Regions from separate parts of the Mus musculus genome. Here region 2 is linked to region 1. The links are chromatin contacts, called in public promoter capture Hi-C maps. All regions are on one chromosome and are shown on one strand. Each heading gives the region's core, a stretch centred on a gene start, on an enhancer-like site or on the middle of the called end of the contact. The rest is flanking DNA. Distances are from core to core; before and after follow the strand shown.

Evidence for each region. Promoter capture Hi-C pulls out the DNA fragments that hold promoters and counts their contacts.
Region 2: a promoter capture Hi-C map of embryonic stem cells shows a contact between it and region 1, with 2.3 times the contacts expected there. The contact joins the promoter of Topaz1 here to the promoter of Zfp105 in region 1. A contact is called at or near these places in 18 of 39 promoter capture datasets (the 3T3-L1 cell line, the C10 cell line, the HPC-7 cell line and 13 more), 1 of 15 datasets of contacts at CTCF or cohesin (stem cell-derived epiblast-like cells), 14 of 484 Hi-C or Micro-C datasets (3T3-L1-derived adipocytes, the C10 cell line, bone marrow-derived macrophages and 6 more), 9 of 115 datasets of contacts at active chromatin or transcription factors (astrocytes, embryonic stem cells, fetal liver and 3 more) and 3 of 9 other capture datasets (adipose tissue, liver and macrophages).

Annotation. Positions count from the first base shown.
Region 1 is chr9:122,920,772-122,926,176 of GRCm38.p6, forward strand. Zfp105 (zinc finger protein 105) reads left to right here and starts at 2,307. Exons shown (of 4, transcript NM_009544.2): 1 at 2,307-2,447; 2 at 4,237-4,525. The coding sequence starts at 4,337.
Region 2 is chr9:122,744,866-122,750,270 of GRCm38.p6, forward strand. It overlaps Topaz1 (testis and ovary specific PAZ domain containing 1), which reads left to right and starts at 2,334. Exons shown (of 20, transcript NM_001199736.2): 1 at 2,334-2,697; 2 at 3,379-5,405. The coding sequence starts at 2,481.

The sequences.
Region 1 (5,405 bases), core at 1,057-3,556:
GACGCCTGTGAGTGCAGTGAGTGTGGAAAGGCTTTACCCACACAGAAACCTTACTGAACATCAACGAATTCACAGTGTGGGGAAAAAAAATCTTATGAATGTCATATATGCAGAAAAATCCTTACCCCTAGCAGAAATCTTATGGTCGGTCCATCAACGAATTCACACTGGAGGAAATAAACTTATAAATGTGGAAAGTGTCAAAGAGATTTTAGCCAGAATGAGAATTTGGTGGTACAGCAGAGAATACACACTGAGGAAAAACCTTATGAGTGTGAGAAACGCAGCAAATCTTTTGCCTCCAAGAGAAATGTAATTGGCCAGCATAGAATTCACACAGGGGAGAAATCCTATGGGTGTAATGATTGTAATAAAGTTTTTAGGCAAAAAATAAAACATCACTGTACAACAGAAAGTTCACACAGATGAAAATTACCATGAGTGTGTGGGGTTCACAAAGGAATTCTTATGGACTTCAAGACTTCATCAATAACAAAAGTTCATACTGTGGGAGAATTATTTGGGCTGCAAATATGAGTCCATTGAGTCCCAAACAGAGATTCGGGAAATCTAGGTAGGGCTAGGCATATGCATTAGTATAAGAGTGCTTACCAGCATACACGAGATCCTGGGTGTGATGGTCTGAATATGCCCGGCACTATTAGAAGGTGTGGCCCTGTTGGAATAGGTGTGTCACTGAGGGTGTGGGTTATAAGACCCTCATCCTAGCTGCCTGGAATCCAGTATTCTGTTAGCAGCCTTCAGAAGATGTAGAACTCTCAGCTCCTCCTGTACCATGCCTGCATGGATGCTGCCATGTCCCTGCCTTAATGATAATGGACTGAACCTCTGAACCTGTAAGTCAGCCCCAATTAAATGTTGTCCTTATAAGAGTTGCCTTGGTCATGATATCTGTTCACAGCAGAAATGTCCTAACTAAGACACTGGATTTGAACCCAGAACAGTAAAAAAGAAAAATACAGTCATATGTGAAACAGCACACAATCACAGTGAAGTAACTGTTGAATATGACCCCCTAGGTCTTAATAGGGAAAACTCATGACCGCTCTGACAGACAAGTTGAAGAAACTTCACCTAGGTTTCTAAAGTCTAGAAAAACAATCTCAATTCTAATTAAAAGATAGTTTGTACCAAATCATTTATTGTGACTCTGGAAAGAGGCTCTGGAGCACTTTAAGACTGAAGAAACTGAGTTTGTCTCATAAAGGGTAATGGTGAGGTTGTAAATGATAGCAAAATAAGTTTTTTAATTTAAAAACTGGTCATTGTTTCTAAACATGTACATCATACATTTTCTTAACATGGTGTAGGTGCTACAGAAAACCTATATAATAGTGTAATCCAGAGTTGTGATCCAGTTCTGCTGCCTGAGAACAACCTGTGAAGAGCACTGGATTTAGGCTCAGAAGACATGGGTTTGGAGTCTGGATCTCCCCTATACTATGTGATGTCATTTATGGCCTCAAACTCTTAGTGCCCCAGCCCCAGCCTCTTGAGAGCTGGGATCACAGATGTGAGCCACCAGTCCTTGGCATGATACTGTGTAATCATTTAAGATTTACCCAATGAGGAACCCGAGTAAAGGGCGCTGCCTTCCTCTGGGTTTATCATTTCAAACACACAAAACCAAAGAGCGGTAACTGGAGTATTGTGAAACTCATTTGGGGGGCATCTCTGCCTGAAATGTTTGTGAGTTTTGTTATTGTTAGGTTTGATTTTTGTTTTGAGGACCCGGTCTCTCTATGTAGCCCTGGCTAAGCTGGAACTCACTATGTAGATCAGGCCAACCTCCAGTGCACAGAGATCCACAAGATTATGGTATGGCTCTGTGTGCTGGTGTGCACCACCACTTCTAACGGTTTTGAAATCTTTTGAGACAGTTAAGTACATCTGAATATGAATAGTTGTTAATTTTTCTTATTGGCAATGATGGTGGTGTACTTGGAATAAAGAGTTTTACTGTTTATAATTTCCAAAATTGACCTTAATTATATATGAGAATTAAGGCAAATATTGTCGAGATGAAGGATAGGGGTATCCTCTGTACCATCCATCAACCTTTCTGTACCATTTGATATTTTGAAGATAAAAATGCTGAGGGAATTTTCTAAGATCGTCAGCTCTGGTAGGTAGGGGCTCGGCTTGGGAGAGTGCCGCTGCCTGGCGGGCTAAAGCCCTGCCCGCCCTGGGCACCGAGGTGTACGACCCCCGTCGATTCCTAGAGAGGCCGGCCTGCCTGGGGAGCCGGAAGCCCGGCGCAAGGCACTTCCTGTCCGGTCATTGTTCTCAGCCCCGTTGCTGCCGAGAGACTCTGGAGTCTCATCCGCGAAGCGGCACCGGCCCGGTTGGGCCTTCGTGGCGAGCCGGTCGCAGCGGGCGGCGAGGGGCGCGGGACTGTTCTCCACCGACCATCGCGGGGCCGGGAGGTAGCTCGGGGTGTCCGGGCCGGGCGGCGAGCCTGCTGGTCGGGATGGAGGAGGGCGGCCTGTGCAGATGTCTCGGGCCTGCTGGGGCCAGGGGCCCGACAGTCTGGCCAGGAGACTCAGGCACGTGGTGAGACGAGTCTCAGAGGCTCTCCTGCCAGAATAACCCGCCAGAATTACTCTTTGAGGCCGTGGTGAAAAGCGTGGCATTACTTAGGAATTTAAGTTTGCACAGTGAAGATGATGTTGGAAAATGAATATGAGTACCCTGAAGCAGCAGCAGAATAAGGCAATTTAGTAAACATTAGCACCGGTTTCTAGTAAAAGAACCAAAGAGGGATAGAAGCACAAACCTCAAACTCCTTATATACAGCTAAAATAGATTGTTTGGCTTTATTTAAAATAAAACAAAACCCCTGTCGGCTTATCTGAAATAAAGAAGTCCCGTTAATTAGTAGTCGTGTGCCTGGCTTTAGATGCTGTTTTAGAAAGCCGTTTGGCAATAAATATAAACCCTTAAGCTAGTGATCACGCAGTTCCTTCTAAAGGAGTAATGCAGCTGGTCAAAGGAATTCTTCGTACAGGAAACTATTACTAAAATAAGCAATAAAGCCCACGTTTGCTAAAGAAAAGATTGTAAATTTAAAATCTTTTTGAATTGTGTGTCAGAATTGTGTGTGTGTGTGTGTGTGTTCTGTAGCTAGCGTATATTGAAAGACAAGACTTGTAAAACACTCATTGAGTCAAGAACTGGTTGTGGCTCAGTGGTAGAGCATTTGTCTAGTATACATTAGGCCTTTGTATGGATTCCCAGCACGGTAGAAACAAGCAAAACCACCAGTCCAGAAGGGTGAACCCTGTGCAAGTGCAGCCTGAAGGTGCACACACTGGGGACTGGGTAGGGTATCACCCAATTTGTGTATGTATATGTTTATGCGAAAGTATGTATAGGTCAGTTTTATGTGTTTATTGACAATTATAGAGTATTTGTGCAACAATTAAAAATAAGGATAAACAAGGTCAACATGAGTAATTTTGTTTTACAACCAAAATTTAGTCTTATCAAATATTTGGAAGATGTGGGAACTACAAAAATGAAACAGACAAAAAGAACCTCAAAAGTACTTGTAGTTATACTCTCTGAAATAATCATTCTTTTCTCCTTGGTAGTGAATCTCTCTAAGATCCCCTTTTTAAAAATCCGTCTAGCTGGGCAGTAGTAGTACACCTCAGCACTTGGGAGGCAGAGGCAGGCAGATCTCTTGAGTTCAAGGCCAGCCTGGTCTATAGAGTGAGTTCCAGGAAAACCAAGGCTATACAAAGAACCTCTGTCTCAAGGAAACAAGAAAACAAAACAAAATCAGTTCCCATAGTAAAAAAAAAACTGTAAGTAAAATAATAATTATCACTGGATTGGAACTTTTCCTTACTCTTTTTCTATATAATAGTTTTTACAGTTAAAATGTTAATTCATTCTTTCCTTCCTTCCTTCCTTCCTTCCTTCCTTCCTTCCTTCCTTTTTCTTTCTGAGTCTCAGTATGCAGCACTGGGTGGTCTGTGTAGACACAAGTGCTGGGATTAAAGGTGTATACTACCAGGCAAGATATTATTTTGTATCAGAAATAAAAAGTGATTTATACATCTATTTTTGTTATTTATAGTCAGCCCCTATCATTTGAAGGAGAATGAAACATTACTGTTTTACTGTGACCACCAACCAAGGACTAGTAACCAGTGGCTGTGTGTTATCCTTGCTAGATTAGCTGTTAACTCTCTTTTTCTGGTGTTGCAGTGAATAGCTCATCTTGGCTCTGGAGACTTGAAGGTTAGATGGAGCTTGACCGATGTTGGGTATCCCTCAGCTATCAAGGATCCTGCATTGAACAGAGAAGATGACTACAGAATTGAAAGAGACCATGGGCAGAGCCTCTTGGGACCCAGAGAAGGTGAAAATGGAAGAAGATGATGAAAGTGTCATAAGTCAGGCATCCAGCCAACAAGTGTACTATGAGAACGACAAGGACTGTGCCCCAGGGGAGGGTCCTTATGGAAGCATCAGTGTATCAGAAGATGAGGAAAAGGTAAATGATGATCTTGGAGAGAAGAGAAATGCAGACCCCAAATAGTGTCACAGGTCCTCTGCTGCCAGACCCAGACTCCATTTTCCTGATTAGGGCTCTGACCTTTATTCCTTTGCAGTATAGTGAGACTTTGCCTTCTGAATGATGTGCTGGTTGTTCTGTAGGTCTGCAGCTTCCAACCATCGATACATAGAACTTGATCGTGACAGTATCTTGGTGCCCACATTATACTCTTATTCTAATCAAACCAGATTCTGGGAATAAGACCTGGGTTTCTGTGTTTTTACAAATACATTTGGTGACTCCATCCAGTTCCTTATCATAGTTAGTGTCTGTCCTCTGAGGTGTTGATGCAAGTGTAATTGGGTGTACGAGGTCTGGGATGTTGCTGCAGATACTGCTCATCTATAGGCAAATAGTTCAGCTCAGCCTGGCCTGAGTTCCTGAGTCTCCTGCCTTCACTACCCATGTACTGGTATTAAGGGCATGCATTGCCACACTTTGGCTTGCCCTTAGTGGTTTCAAGCACACCCCACGTTCTTTCAAAGGTCTTCCAGAGCTCTCTATGAGAGTATATGACCAGAACCTAGGTAGGTTTGATCTTTGGGGAGCAGAAAATCCTGCTGAAAAATGTGTCCCAGTACTGCCCTCAAACTCTATTAACCAGGGGTGACCTTAAAGCTCTGATCCATCTACAGCCACTCCCCATGTGCTGGGCTTATAGATCTGTGCCAGCACACCTAATTTCTATAGTGTGAGGTGAGCGCTGTGCGATCTAAGCTCCTTAAAGCCACACACCCTGCTGGTCTAAGCTAGGATTTACCAACAGTATAGGGTGTGTGTTGTAGAGCTGAGTGATGTTACAAATCAAAGTGGTAGC
Region 2 (5,405 bases), core at 1,084-3,583, 180 kb before region 1:
ATTTAATCTGTTGTTATCATGGCAGGGAACACGGCAGCATCCAGGTAGAAAAAGTTCTGGAGAAAGAGCTAAGAGTCCTACATCTAAGTCTGCAGACAGTAGGAAAAAAGAGAGACTCTGGGTTTGGTATGGTCTTTTGAAACCTCAAAGCCCATCCTCAGTGACATACTTCCTCCAACAAGGCCACACCTACTTCAACAACACCACGCCCCCTAATCCTTCTCAAGTGGTGCTACTCTCTGATAACTAAGCATTCAAATATATGAACCTATGAAGGCCATTCTTATTCAAACCACTACGTGGTACCGAAACAGACAGACAGACAAAAACATCAATACACTTAAAATAACAATAAGTAATAATAATAATAATAATAATAATAATAATAATAATAAATGATGTGTTAATGGCCAAAGGGAACTTCTTACCCCTCCAGGGTAATGACCAGGGTAACAGAAAGCTTTTCTACAAGGTTGATTGTCAAAGAGGGGTGACTTGAAGTTTGCCAGGCACACAAACAGGAATCATTTTAAGAACTAGTGCATAGATAGGCTGGAGCCTATAGATGTGGATATGTGTTAAGAAGTCTATTTTTCTTATCAGGTACACTTTTTAACTACAAGTTCAGTAAGAAGAACAAATACAGTCATGGATCAGGAGTATTAAAATGGTTATGAAACAATTTAAGTGTAAATGAAAATTAATTTTTTTGCAATAGGATGGGAAATCGATTAAACTATTAGAAAGAACTTGCATGTGTTATTTTGAGTTCCTGTTGCTTATCACTTTTATATCTGTTTGAAAGGGAAAACAAAAAAGAAACTAAAAGCTCCCATTAGCTCCCAGTGATGGCTCAGGCCTGCAGTTCCAGCACTCGGAAGTCAGGCAGGAGAATCGTCCAAGTTCAAAGCCAACCTAAGCTACACAGTAAGTTCCAGGGCCGTCTCAAAACAACAACAAAGCAAAATTAGCAATGATTAGAAGTTACCTGTAATGGTAACATTGTTCTGTAATGGTGAACATTGTTTAGAGGAAATATTTACTGTGCTAGGCTTGTAAAACCAAATTGTTTTTAACTTGTATAAGCAATGAGGAAGTTGCTCCTACCTTAAATGTACCCTGTGAGCTGACCTGAAAATGGACTACTTCCTGGTACGGTTGGGCTCTTCTTAAAAGAAAAAAAAATGCTGATTGTTGCAAAATGCTTTACTCTCTCAGCTATTCTACAAGGTAATGGGTCACAAGATTGAACAGGCTAAACTGCTAAGGCCCAGTTTTGTATCAAATGCTTGCTTGTTTGGATTATCTGAGACACCTTTGAGATGCCTGTTAGAAAAGCAAGCCTTGCCTGAACCCAGATAGGATATGAGTTGATTTAGTTCCCAAAACTACTAGTTTATGGTTTTTGCCTTTATAACCCTTAGATTAACAATAACTGGGGCCTTGCCTAGGGAACTCTAGTCCTGGCCAGTCTCTTTTTAATAAAAATCCTCTAACTTACTAAAACTAAAACCTGAATCAGACTGGTGAATCTCTGAATGACCACCAGACCCACAACCTTTTCCACAAAAGAACACTTTCCTTTTACAAGGTCAGTACTGATTAAATATTCACAAATGGACACAGTAGACAGGATCCAAAATAACACACAAGGAGGATAAACTCCATTCCAATCTTTAAGCAAAGGAGGTTTGTGAAGGGTCAAGATGGGGCATATACCAGGATCCTCTTTCAATGGAGAGGCATGGCCTGGCAAGCTGGTCAAACTTGACTGGACTAACACAAGGATGGAGACATCAATAAAATTAGAAGCATGGTGTTGTAGGTCAAAGTCTAAGGGCCAGAGCCGCAGTAACGGGAAAGGGGGAGAAGTAACGAAGGCTGAAAATAGAACCAAGCAGATTTGATAAATCAACATGCAAGGAATCCAGAAGAACATCTAGAAACCTCTGTCCGCCAACACCGGAGAAGCAACCTTTTACAGAAATAAATGGTATTTTGCATGTCAGCAGCTGGGGTATCTCTGAGCTATCTGGATAATGTGACAGCCATATTGAGAAGTAAGCGACAGTGGACTCGCAGGAGTGTTGGAGGCAGTTAGAAGCCACTTGTAGACAACCATTGTCACAGTGCTGAAACAGGCACCTCCAGAAGTCCAGGTCTGGAGAAGGGTGAGGAACCCAAGGAGGCACCACCACAAACCTGTGCGGTGAGGCTCTGGCCGGGGTGAGACCCTGTCACCTCCGGGTGCAGCCAGGGCTCTTCGAGGGAGCAAGTGGACGGGCGGACCACGTGGCCCTCAGCCAGTTGCCCCCAGCCGAGCCCAGCCCACCGACTTCCGCTTCCTGTAGTGTCGGGTACAGGGTCGGAAGCGAGGCCAGGCCGGGCCAGGGTGGGCAGTAGCCTGTGTCCTGCAGGGGGAGCAGCGGCTCTAGGCCGTCTAGGCTTCCCAGAGAGGCTGAGTGGGCGGCTGTGGGCGGATGCGGCCGCCAGCGACGCCCCCAGACCCGACCAAGGAGCCAGGGTGCAAAGGCACCACCCGAGGCCTGAGGAAGCGAGGCCTTCCGCTGACGCCAGAGCCAGGCGAGGGGGGAGGCTGCAGCCTGGAGGCCAGGGGGTGCGAGGAGGAGAGCAGGCAGAAGCAGAGGATGGTGACCCAGGCTTCTGGGAGAGAAGAGACAGAAGGTGACAAGTTGGGTGAGACATCCGCGTCCTGGAAGGTAGCAAGCAGAGGAGGGTCGGTGAACAGGGGGCCTAGAGCAGTGAAGGAGGCAGAACCCTCTCTCATCCCAGAAGACGCAGTAAGGAAGCTGGTGGTCACCCCGACCCCGAAGCCTTTTTTTCCTCAGCTGCCTCTGTCTTTGCTCTACTACTAACCTTTAGTTGTATTTGTGTGGTATTTACCAGTGCACTTGGTGAGGAGAGGTGAGATGGGAAGGATTAAAAAAATTAAATAAGTGTATGCCCATTTAGGAGCTCAATCATTATAATTACTGTCGAGGGAATTAATAATACTAGTGGTTTGTTTTAACTAGAGTAAATGATGCTATCTATAAAGGTTTTTCTGCTGTTTTAGAATTTATAGAGGTTTATTTCTAGTTCTTAATTAGATCTTAAAGCTGGCCAAGGCGATTCACACCCATAATCTACCAGGTGGGAGGCTGAAGCAGGAGAATCTCAAGTTCGAGGTCAGCCTGTGTTATGCAATGGACCCTGTTTAAAAATTTTTAATACTTAATATGAAAATCAGTTTGTATGTCTAAATAGCTCATCAGGAAAATACAAATGGATGGCTTCACAGATTTTTCTGTTAACTGATATTGCTTCTTTCTGCCCAGTGTAAAAATGTCTTCTGGTGTGTTTTCTTGTTTTGATCAGCCAAAGAGAATGGAAAAATTACTGAGGCCCCAAGTGATGATCCACAGCCAGGGACTGACCTGGTAAGAAAGACATCAATAACCAGTTCGGAGTCTTTGCAAACAGTGGAGTGCAGTGAATTTCAAAATATGGCTTTCTTACAGTCTTTGGATAAGGAAGAATTGGGAGAAGGTATTAAAAGAAGAATGCGAATTAAAAAATGTAAAAGTTTAGAAAATCCACCTCTTGAAATAACTAAAAATGAGGCAACACAAAATATTAAAGTTGAATTCCAAGATGAACTGTTCAAGAATACCCCAAAACATTCTTGTAACAGCTTATCACCTGGAGTAGAAAAAAATTGCAGCTTTGAATTGCATGATTACAGTTTTCTCCATTCTGAAGGTTGTAATAATGAAAACAACTTTGAGGATAAACCTCATGATGTATGTCTACACACTGAAGAGAACTCTTTGAAGTTAAAGAAAGAAAACCTTAGGAATCTTGCAGAGAAAGATGACACAAGAACTACTACTAAGCTTTTAAAAACTGAAAAAAGTGTAATAGCCAGTAAGTTACTGCTTGAAGAAAGTCATTTATACCAAAATAAAAACAATGGCTTGACTTCTTGCCTTCAAAGTGAAAAAAACAAATATTCAGTAGAGGAGAACAACACTGGGAGAAAACACAGGAAAAAAATGAAGTCTGGAAAAGAAGAAAAAAATATTAATCTTACTTTGTCTAATGTATGTAACAATTCTGTGTTGGTGTTACAAGAAAACCAAATGGGTATGGAAGGGAAAGAAGCAGAGACCTTAGAACCTAAAAAAAGTTTTCTAAAAGCTTTAAGAAAAATAAACCATAATACACTCCCTCCGGTGGACCATTTGTGTCTCCCCAAAACAGTGGGGAAAACAAGTTCTAGGCATCACATAAATGCTATGCTTCAGAAAACCCTCGAATCAAGTTTGAAAGAGGATATAAAAAATACTTCAGAGTCCTTAGGATGCAAACGTATAGAGCCAGAAAAATATAATAAATCGATGATAAGCTCTACAGTGAAATCACCTAGTGACGGCCATCATATGGAAAAGAGATCTCCACGGGGAGATCTGAGAAGTGAAACTGAAGAGTCAAAGGTTAGCTGTTGCAGAACAATACCAATGACTGGTAAAAGAGTTTGGCCTTTTTATTCTTGTGCTAGAATATCTGCCCAGTGTTGGAAAAAGACTTCCTTGTCAGATTTAAATTACTCACTTCTGGGGCCACTGGAAAATGTTAGGCAACATGATTCTATAATACACCAAATGAACCAGACTCACTTACCTGACTCTAAACTGTTACAACCATCCTTAACAGAAAGAACTACTGAGTCCTCAAGAAAAGAAATGTATGATTCTGATTTAAGTTGTTTGTCTTCAGTTTCTTCAGTAGAATCTACTGTGATGGATATAAAGGAAGCTATGTCCCATGATAAAAAGACAAAGTTAGAGGAACCCAGCAGAAATGGGGCAGAGGTAGTTTCTAATGCAACTGAAGACACCCAGTTAAGTAATATAACTCAAAGCTTAACAGGAAATAAGAAAAGGAAAGGGAATTTATCAAAACTTAATTTAACAGTTGCATCCCAAGAGAGCCAGGAAACAAATAACTGTGCAAATAAAACTGTTCATCGAAAAGTTTGTATTACTAAGCAAACACTTGTGGCACCGGACTTGGTTAAAATATTAAACACGGGACGGCTGACTAATTTTAAAATCCCTTTACTAAAGAACAAGACAGGAAAAAGAGGAGCAGTAAGTGCCAGGTCATCTGAGAGAGAAGCTTATAGCCCCCTAGAGCTACTTGACAGTTTATCTGGAGTAGAGGCAAAACAAAATAGGAATAAGGAAAATATCTGTACAACTTCAGGACCACAGTCTTTGAATTTACATAGTTGTATAGCTCCAGGGCAAGCTAGTTCTCATTCATTCTACAATAAGAATTCCTGTACTTCTTCGAGCTTTACCAAGAAAGGTTACGATAATAAAGCATGTAATCACATCTCT